2 separate regions of the Danio rerio genome follow, and region 1 is linked to region 2. The links are chromatin contacts, called in public HiCAR-type maps. All regions are on one chromosome and are shown on one strand. The core of a region is the stretch at or near the end of the contact, and the rest is flanking DNA. Distances in the headings are between cores, read along the strand shown. Region 1 holds the start of sall1a (spalt-like transcription factor 1a). Region 2 has its middle 210 kb from the start of sall1a.

Evidence for each region. HiCAR-type assays count read pairs that join an accessible place to other places.
Region 1: a contact with region 2 is called in a HiCAR-type map of caudal fin, with 15 times the contacts expected there. The contact joins the promoter of sall1a here to the enhancer-like site in region 2. A contact is called at or near these places in 4 of 18 Hi-C or Micro-C datasets (caudal fin, embryo and fibroblasts) and 2 of 4 datasets of contacts at active chromatin or transcription factors (caudal fin and embryo).

What each region holds. Positions count from the first base shown.
Region 1 is chr7:37,583,159-37,588,645 of GRCz12tu, reverse strand. sall1a (spalt-like transcription factor 1a) reads right to left here and starts at 2,641. Exons shown (of 3, transcript NM_001146014.1): 1 at 2,540-2,641. The coding sequence starts at 2,612.
Region 2 is chr7:37,375,634-37,381,291 of GRCz12tu, reverse strand. It overlaps a transcript of sall1a not described here. Among named protein-coding and RNA genes, the nearest start is that of sall1a, 210 kb to the left of the region's middle. Within about 2 kb of position 4,386, at least 6 of the 62 cell types and tissues checked have an H3K27ac peak or open chromatin away from gene starts, as enhancers often do. A contact at or near this core is called in caudal fin, where this site is marked.

The DNA.
Region 1 (5,487 bases), core at 1,392-3,891, 210 kb before region 2:
CTAAGAGTTACGAAAAACAAAGCGTTATTAAGAAATGGTGAATTAAAAAATATAGCAGTATAACAATGTATCTAAAAAAATCAGTTCGCCTCTTGCTTTGAATGAGCTTTTTTTTTTTTGCAAAAATGTGAACTTGGTCAGATGACAGCGGTTGACAAACACTGCTATTCAATTCATTATTAAATTTGAACGGGAAAATCCAGCAATGGCATGATTTTGAAGATTTGTTTTTTCGTTTCTGAAATTCTAGCATTAATCACATAAACTTCACTTTTGAATGCATTTCTCACGGAAGACGCCAAACAACTACTTTTGCAAATCTGGGCCTGTTCTCGTATTAATTTTTAATAACATCGAGCTGATTGCTGCACATGCATGTTCTCAAATTAAGAGGGCTATATGGTAAAATAAGAGGGTGTAATTATTATTGCATCTCATCAATTATATCAGCGAAAATATTTTTTATAAAATTCTGTGGATGATTTAGACTAATTAATAGTACTGATAAATTTGTCTATATTTATATTTCATATAATCGAACATCAACACATTAAGGAAAGCCTCTGAAAGTTATGTCTTCTAATAGCAACTGGTGTCCACAGCGGCCCATGAAATTGAACAAAAAGCCGTTTATTTTATTTTCATTTAGAAGACTTGATTAGTCAATTTAAAGTGAAGATGGAAGGCGTAAACAATGTTGAATTCAAGTGTTATTTGAAGTATTAATAATCGCGATGTGCCAGTCATTAATGTCTCTATGAATCTTGTAAGAACTGAAGGTAAGCCGCAGTCAAAGAAAAGTGCTTTATTTCTATGGCATACTTTCTCTTTAGCATACAAGTATGTCACTTCTGGTAAATCAAATAATCCAGAACGGAATATTTAAGATAAAACTGATTAAAATAGATATTTTTTTTATTAGAAAATTAGTTGGATGCAGTTTCGATATGAAATAAAATCCTTACCTCTTCAGAGGTCCCATTCTAATCAGAAACATGATAGCTTACAAAACGCTGAGTTAAGCAATAGATAGGACAGTTCCCCCGACACACTCGTTTTAAAATGGTTCAAACAAGACACTAAGTGATCAAAATGTTCAGTATGCCCTTTCTATTCTTTTTATAGACCTGAGACGGCCTTTGATATGTGCAGTTTAGAAGTAGTAAAACAGGTAGCATATAAGACCTAAATTTGTAGTCAACGGCTCTTGCAAAACCTTTAGTGACTGCTTGTCTGACTTGAAGCTGAAATCTTCTCACATATTAAAAAACTATTGAATTAAATTTAGCATGAGAGCATATGCTATTAGAAAAAAGCATACTTATAGTTAGGTTCATGTCGTTACTTATATATTCAAAGTAAAATAACAAATTCATAATTTTGGATTTTCATTTGTTTAGCCTAAATGTGTATAAACTGATGCTTTAAAAGTTGTCAACGCACGGTAGGCTTTGAGAGATGAGTTGTGTCACAGTGTGGGACAGAGTGTGTCGGAAACTACATGGCACAGTTTAGTAAATCAGCTCTTGATATAAAATCTCATTTTAAAACGCATTTAAAACTGCACGTGAAAATATTAAAGCGTGTTTTCAAAATCCGTCTATTGTATAAGACAGAATTTATAATGACGCAAAAAAGAAACAAAATTATATAAGTATGAAGTCATAATAGAAAAGCTCGATTACATGAGATTATGTGATTTCGTTGTTCGATCGCCTGTGACTACATGCTGTTTAACTTTGATTCGGTTTACTATATACCTCTTTTAAAGTTTAAGAAACCTGAGAAATAATAGTAAAATATTTTAATAAAAAAAGTTTCGTTGATTTAACCAACGTTTATAAAAGTTAGCATTATATAATCTTTGATAACGGAGCGCGACAGGAACAGTGTGCCACTGAGATAAAACTGTGTAAAACTATACACAAAATAAAAGAATTGTTTAAATAATAGGTTTAATGTCGTTTCTGTGTGTTTTGGCGGTACCGAGGTCTAGAGATGCAACACAAGAGAGGAGGAGGGGGAAAAGCTGAAACCATGCGAATCCCCACTTGTGTGGGCAACTTAAACGGGCCAGAACCAAACTAATTCGATGAGTTTTAACTTTTGCCAATGAATGCTGTATGGTGAAATTTGAAAGCCTTAAAAAATAAAGTAACGCGCAAACGTCACCCAAATTACAACTGGAAACCAATTTGTTAATAAATAAACAATAATTGCAGAAATATGTTTGTTCATTGAAGAATATCACACAGAACATGCGTAAAAGTGCCTTTGTGTTAAGCACAAACTGATTTCTGACAATAGCACGGGAAGTCTAAAAGTTTCCAACTGTACTTTAAAAATACAGCAGTCCCTTCAGCAGCACAAATATTAGCTATAAAGAAAGAATACGATGACCAGTTCCTTGCCTGGGATTAAAAACAAGGGGGATTCACTCTAAAAATGTTAAAACCAACAATAATTAAAATTAAGTTATAAATCCTTTGTGAAAATAGTGCAAACTGAGTTGCTGTGTGTAATAAGGGCTTGAACTCACCATTGTGCTCGGCTAGGACCAGCTGCGAGTCGGACTGGAAATGCTGCGGCTTCGCTTGTTTCCTCCGCGACATGCTGGCTCACGCATCAGCCACGAAAGAATAAAAAATTACTATCAAATCTGCTCAAAATTACGGAAATCGAGCCCATCCACCGCGCATGTGTCCTGTTATGATTATCAATAATGCCTCGCGATTAATCATGGAAGGGAGGGGGGTGGGGGGTCCTCTGAAAGGCGATTGGCACCTTGCCAGCCCCCTATTCAAATGAAGTCTCTTTAATCAATTAGCCGCTGATTTGCTGGGGACTCTTGTCTCTCTTGCTGCTCCCACCCAATGAGTTGATCCGTGAGGAAGAAAGGCTGGATTTTCCAACTCCCTTTAGATACAGTTTAACCCTTCTTAGCAACCATCTGGTGGCCACGTTAGAGCTTAACTTAGCCACTACAGGAATGTCAATTTCTCTTTCGAAAGACCAACCGTATCTTTTGATCTGTCTGGGCATCAAAGTGGCGCTCAAAAGTTGCAATTCACCCAAAAGTGTCCGGAGACTCAAACTCTCTGCCAAAGATCTTCCTTTCCCGTGGCTTGACGTTTCGGAGCGTATCGCGTATCCTGGTTTGTGATTGGCATTAAAGTTGCTGTAATTCAGCTCCTGGATGACTGCAAGCGCACCGTTTCTCACCAATTCGCTCTCTTTCCTCAAGGCAACGGTGTTAAAAGTAGGTCGGTCAGCCGAGTTTCGTGCGTAATGGCAACTATCGGCGTCTCGAAAGTCCAAAGAATATATCAGATGTCCCAAATCAGATTCATCTGATTATTGCCGAACGGGATCAGTAACACGTTTTCATCACACGCCGCATTCAGCGAACAAACAAACTTTAAGGGCCCATGCAGAACGGTGAGAAATCCCGAGCCCCACCCCTCTGTTCTTCTATTGGCCAGTGCTCTGCTCTATCATAACTCGCGCTCTCTGTCCCTCTCGGTCTCGCACCCACCTCTCCTTCACTCTCTCACCGCGCGACCGGCAGACAGAGGAAGCGCTCGTGGTTCACAGCGCAACTCTTCAGCTGCGCGAAAGCATCCCATCCAGCCTGTTTGAAAATGATTTCGCTCAATATATATTTCGCTTTTTACGTTTCGAGGCGGTCGTGGAGAAGAGAGAGCTCGAATCTGCATTGATAAAATGTAGAAGTCGCAAAAAGTTGAAAAAGTCTGGAAACCATCAAGAAAGTGTTTGGAAACGACGGTGTGCCATTAAGAGTCAGTTTAACCAGGATGAAAACTACGTCGTTGTTTAAACTACTTATTCTTAAGACGAGGACTTGTGCTATAAGCTAGCTATATTAACAAGTTTTAAATAGTTTATTTGCAAAAATCAAAAGTTTGTATAAAAGAGCCACGAACAACAATACTCGAGCAATTATTGTTTTGCTTTAACTTTACGCACTGAAGCGCCTGCACACATCTATTTAACAACTAATAATTTCCTATTTATTTTTATTTTTTCAAAAGCACACATATGCAAAAAAATGCATTACTACATAGCGATAACATCCCAGACCTTTTTTAAAAAAAATAATAAAAACGCATTTTTTTTCTGTTCGTTATTTTATATTTGATATTGTTTAAAATCTTGAGTCTAAGTGCTCCATTGCAAATAATTAAAAATAAAATAATTATAATTGTTGTTGTTGTTATTATTATTATTATTATTGATATTATTATTATTATTAATCTGTTTCGAAAAAAAAGATTCCCCATGGATTGCACTGCAGCGACCTGCAAAGCTGAAGATTTATGTCCTAGAAAAGACAAACGAAGCTATCAGTCTAGCTGATTTTGAGAAATGAAGATAATAACGTTACTATAGGTGATGTCTAGGATGCCATTATTTCTCACTGAATATTTAACGAAGTGCTGCCGGCGAGATGGATCAGGTCCTATAGCGTCAGCTATCTATACTTAAGGCGACTGTTATTTACTTATTAATGAAAGAACAGAGGGAAAGAACAGAGGAGTAAACGGAAGACGTGCACTTTTTGTTGTAAAAATTATATAGGAGGAGATATCAATATACTACTTAATTAGAAAAATCATAAGGTTATGTTTTGTTTTAAATCAATGTAATATTAATTTCTTTATTACACATATATGGCCTTAGCGCATTCTCCACTTGTTCAAATTAATAGCATACATTTTCAAAAGCAGTTGTCATAATTGTTCTTTCTTTCTTTCTTTCTTTCTTTCTTTCTTTCTTTCTTTCTTTCTTTCTTTCTTTCTTTCTTTCTTTCTTTCACTACATAATGAGCCTAAACAGAAATATATTCTTTAAAAAGTGTAGACAAGACAGCATACCTGAAAATCATACTGTGTCATAAATGCAAGGATTCGGACTGTGAGAAGGGGGCAATATTGTGATGTCCCCGGTGAGAGGATCGATGCTCGGTTAATTGATGTGAGTGTTGGTGTGGGGCTGTAAACACGCTGATTTGCAGCTCAGCCGAGCGCGAGACGCTATAAATGAGATTCCCCGCGCGCGCTCGGACAATCACCGCGTGAATGACACTAACGGCGAGAAATTTGGGCTGTGACTCGGGAGAAGTCAGGGGTGCACCACAAGAATGGGGGTAGGGGGTTAAGTGAAAGCGCTCAAACACTCCCTCCCTCTTACTATTATGCGGCGGCAATTAATTGGCAGGGCTGACAAATGTTTGGAAATATTATCTGTGTGACACTGCCTTACCGGTGCGCACGAAAACACACTCTTTAAAGTTAAACATCTTTTTTGAGACATGAGAATATTTATTACGATCATCCAAATATGAAAGATCTAAATATCTAAAGTAATATTTTTTCGTGTAAGGAACAAGTCAAGGCTCTTTCTAGAACGCAGATGCTCGCGCTCACTCTGGGTGTCACGCGCTAATCGATAAGAAGCATATAGCAG
Region 2 (5,658 bases), core at 3,137-5,636:
AATTAAATGTTGCATGGTATATTGTTAAAAGTAAAATAAAGTTATTGGTTTTCAAAAAACAATTAGCATATTGTGTAAAGTTCATCTTCCATGAAGACTAAAAAAGATCCTAATATATTTTTAAATTACTAATTTATTGCACAATAATATTTTGATTTTTGTTTAACTCTCAGATTCCAGATTGTTGAGTAGTTTTATTTCAGCAAAATATTCTTATCATAAAAAAAACGTACATCAAAGGCAAGCTTATTTATTCAGTAACACTTTACAATGAAGTTTGATAATATATTAGTTTATGTTTATGAAAATAGTTGTTCATTTCACATTAACCCATGTTAAGCATAAATTTGGATTTTAATATTGCATCAGTAAATGTTTAACTATGATTAATAAATGCTGTACAAGTTACTTCATGTAGTAAGTGCATTAACTAATAGTAACTAATGAAACCTTTTTGTAATTTTTGAAAATTTGTTTAGCTTTCAGATAATGATTAAATGTAAAAAAAAAAAAAAACTAATGACTAGTTCTGTGGTCCATGGTCATATATGTTTGTACATGTATTTAATTTTACAAATATGATTCAGAGCAATGAAAGCTGGAAAAAAACAAAGACAAAAACAAAAGTAGTCAATAGAGGAAATGATTTGAATGTAAGCAAAAACAAAAGAGTTTGAAGAAAATATTGAGGGATAACTTTCAAATTCAAATTAAAACACTAAAAAGTTTTAAAGCATTAAACAAACAATTTAAACTTTACTGTCATTTAACAATTATGTACATACTGTAAAAAAAAAAAAATATATATATATATGTATATATATATATATATATATGTGTAATTTAACATAGATGCACCAGGCGCTGGAAGCTGGAAGAAAGCAAAGACAGAAACCTAATATGACAGAAAACGATTTTAATTCAAGCAAGCAAAAATTTTAAAACATATCCGTTAACTTTCTGGACACAACAATAACTCAGAAGCTGACACAATGGATTGAATTATATTAAAAGTGTAATACAATGATTACTTGTATAATATGTGATTTCAATTGCTTCTATTACTCTCATTTGTAGGGCGCTTTAAAAGCGTCAGCTAAATGAATACATGTAAATAAAGGAAAAATGTACATTTTAATCTAATCGGTTTTAGTATCCACACGGGAGATGCTTTTTATTTTCAAGAAATTAAGAATAAATCTCTTATACTAGCAGGACTAATTTCAGGCCTTGATTCAGAAAATGAATCCCACTAATAATAGATTAACCCAAATGCTGGTTAGGGGCTAAAAGAAGTCTCGGCAGGGAAAACTTGGCAGTGTCAGGTACTGAAACGCTGTAGCAGCCCAGTGAGAGAATGTGTGTAAATACTCTGTCGTAAACAGGGTGGGAGATGGTCTGCTCTTTGAGACACAGCCACGTACAAACAAGAGCTCAAATGTAAACCAGACTAGAACAGTGAAACCCAGACCCCACCGGATCCTTTTCCAAATAAATGAGAGAAAGTAAAGAGAGTCTGCATTTATTTGGCATCGCGACTGAAATTTTAGTAATTCGGGTCCCTCAAATAAATATCGCATGATATTTAAAGAGTTGAGTTTCTACGGTACAGTAGACTTCAACAATTACTGTATTGACCTCACAGCACGGCAGCTTTGTATGTTGGCATATGTCGGATTTAAAAATACTAAAACAGGCATAGCATTCTGTAAGCAGTAAAAAGGACTGTGCAGCAATTAGATCCCTCAAATAAGCTTAGAGAAATATTTGCCATTTTATAGATTATACAGCATGCACATAAATGACGTGTGCATTTCCAGATCATATTCCTTTCCCTATATGAGAAAATATCCGCATATGTGCATTAATGGTTGCATTAAAATACTAATTAAGATCAAATTCCATTAGATCAAATGTGGACAAAATACTAAATAAAATTGGCCAAATTAAAAAAAAACTTAAAAAACTAAATCTGGAAATGATCAGAACTAGCTTGAACAGGCGGCATGATGATGTTTTATGTGTAAAAATAGACTACTTGAAAACATCTTACAGGATAAACTGTAGTTTAAGACCCAAAACATTCACACACAATTACGGCACACGGAAACCTGTGGTCAGCAAAAGGATTGTTTAGGATTATTACAATCCTACAGCTTTGTTTTGTCTGTGAAAGGTTACAGAAGGACGAGCCATAAAGAGTTTTGGATTAGTTCTAATAACTGAGGAATAATTACAGTAAGTACAATCTAAATAATGCACATGTATAAAACGCACTTTAATATAGTAAATTCTCAAATGCGCCATCGATGCTGCGATTTCAGTCTTGAGCCCAATGCTATCAAAAAAAACTTAAATTAAATTATGTATTTAATTAGTTTACGAAAATATATATTTAATTTTTTTTTTCAAAAATGAGTCAAATTAAATGAGTTGTTAAACGGGTTAAAAATCTGATGTATTATAATGTTTAATATTATGTTTGATTTCTAGACTAAATAAATCTAAGATCCGCAATCAAAAATCATAAGAGCATTAAGTAAAAATCATCTTCCGTTAAGTATTTATTTAAAAATAAATTTACTAAAGTAAATAAATCCAAACTTAATTATTTGTAAGTAAAAAAACATGTTGATCATTTTTAATGATATCACAATAAGTATTCTGGTCAAAATGTTAGCATCAGCTTCATTCTAATATCGACCAGAGCGAACAGTTTCTTTACACATTACGGTCACGACGTAATAAGCGCACCAATGAAGTTGCTCATCTCCAACACGGCATTAGCTCAGCTCAAGCTGGGGTCAAAGGTCAATGGTACAAACCAAGATCTTCTCTCCTCTCCCCCTATTGCTTCTCTAATTGCACAATTGGATTAGCGCGGAACCTTCCCCCAATAAGAGAGCTCCCCCAGATTTAATATGGCGCTGGAATCTGGTATATAAGATAATTTAGATGGAAAACTCATGACTGGAGGCTTGTGACATCCAATTCAAGACAAAGCTACTGAGATGTGTGTGTGTGTGTGTGTGGTGGGGGGGAGTGTGTGTGCCGTAAGACATCCAGCACACCTGAACACACAGTTTAAGACAGGAAAATTAGGCAGACTGTTGAGCGCCGTTTTCACTGCAAGAACAGCCAAGAGAACTTTAAGAATCTCTTCCAATTAACTTCACGAAAATGACTGCAGTGTGTAATGACAACTTCCCCCTAATTGTAACTTTAAAATAGAGTTGCAGTGCTCCAAAGATACACTCCATTAGCTGTCAGCGAAGAGAAAAGTGGTGACAGAACTGCCACACAATCAACAGTTAGAAGACAGCCAAACTGTGAAGAGCCCCTTCTGAACCCAGTGAGTGAGAGATTGGTTTTAAACTGTTAAAATCATTGGCAACATGCAGATGAATGTCGAGAGAGAGAAAGAGGCTGCCACAAAACATACAAACACACCGGCATACTGTACACACAGACGTGAGTATTCGACGCCTTATTTGATTTAAAAACCAATGCTGTACTGAATCTATTTTTTTTAATCGATTAGATTTAAGTAGATTTAACAATGTGTGTATTTGTAAAATAATTTCAGGGATATAATAATAAATGTTAACTTTTGAATCAAGTAACAGAAAACAAATATTAATATATTTCTTGTTCACATTTCCAGACTTTCAGAATAAATAAATAATTACTTAATATTTACTATACACTATGGACATTATTTTTATATTATTTTTACATTATTATATATTTTTTTACACCTGTTTGTTAAGTCTTTTTAGCTGGTATGCCATCATAACCTGTCAATTTACCCTCAACTCAATTATGTGTGTGTTGTGTGTGACCATGTACAGTATACATGCTTTTCTATTGTGTGTGAAATCTTAATTATGAGTCATCCTATAGATATAAATATAAACAAAAATCATTCATCAACATTTTGAAACTATAAATGCATCCTATTATCTGGCTAGAATTAAGATTAGATTAGAAATGGAAGACGATTTACCCAACAATGATGTATTGAATATAATATAAGTACTAAGTAATATTAACCATTACAACAGTAACAAGATTGTAGGTCATCAATACTTTTTGTTGTTGCCATTTTTTTGTCGTAGGCCTCACATTGTACACACCTCTCTTACACACTGCATTCAGTAAAGACACTAAACGTAAATACACACCTCTCTCTCCTCTGCATACTGAGAACTCCATGATACCGGTGCTCGACGCCGCATCACTGCTCGACTGCCCCTCACTCTCCCCGAGACCAACAACAATTTCTTTTCTTCTCTCTTTTCCTGCTTCTCTCTCTCGCCCCTTTCTCTTTCTATCTCTTTTTAAGAGTCAGTGTCACAGAACGAGACTTTAAATGCTGCTGCATCACACACACATTCACAGCGTAAAAGAGAGGGAGAGAGTGAGTGTGTGTGGGAGAAGAAACAGAGTAAAAGTCAGAAAATAGTCAAATATCGTAATCTGTATTGATTTTATTTCTTAAATCATATAATTTGTTCAAATTTATACCATGACATAAACAGGAAATCTACACTTAGGCCAGGAAGTAATTAGAAAACGCAAAACACACATACACACAAACAGATATGTATACATGTTTACGTACACTAATATCTATTTCTTACTTTCATACAGTACGTCAACTCAGTTTATATATATATGTGTGTGTGTGCGTGTGTGTGTTCGTGTGTGTGAGAGAGAGAGAGGAGTCAAAGACATGGGTACCGGGAAGCAGTACGAAGCTTGTTCTCTCTAAGCTTTAAAAGTTTGATAGAGAAGATGCAGCAGCACCACCTTCTGGTAAACAAAGGTATAAAGGGCAAAAAGACACCAGACCTATGAGCTTCATAGAAAAAGTAGTCCGAAAAAAGTGTGAAAGATCATTGATATATAAAACTTTCCAGTGATTATATTAAATGATACTCTTCGCCATTTTCATCATCACATAATGAAAACAGAAAGCTTTACCTAGACCCCACCAAGCCGTGCATTCATATTTCTTTGCCTCCCCCTCTCTATTCCAGCTGCGGTTAGAATAGAGGGATGTAAATAATCATCTGTGTGTCTCACCCCCATTTCCTACAGAGGATCTCCTGCCCTCTAATAACAACTTAATCAGTGTGATTACACATTCATCACCGTGTGTGTGTGTGTACCATGTGTGTGTGTGTGTGTGTGTGTGTGCTTTTGAAAAAGGGGGGCTGGTTGTTTTAGTTGGGAAATGAAATATTTGGGACCAGGTCCTATGGCCTGAGAGAGGACAGCAAGTCACATGGCAGCTGTATAAACACTGGGAATGTTCTGCGGACAGGTACAAGAGAGACTCCAAATTTGCAACAGCCCAAAACCATTAAGGTGCAACGGAAAAGAATGAATGGACGGCTCATATTGAAAACATGAATGATTAATTATTGAAAATACGACAGTAATGGGGTTGCCATGGCTAGCAGGGAATCCAAAATAAGAGAAAGCAATGGCACTTTTCATGCTTGAACGAGAGTTAATGTATTCAGTTTTAAATATATGAGAACTTTGCACGCAAGTGTGCGTACAGTATGTGTGTGTGATCAACAGAAGCAGCTATTAACTATTAATTTTATTATCATTGCTTTTTTTTGGTTTGAGAAAAATAATTTTAAA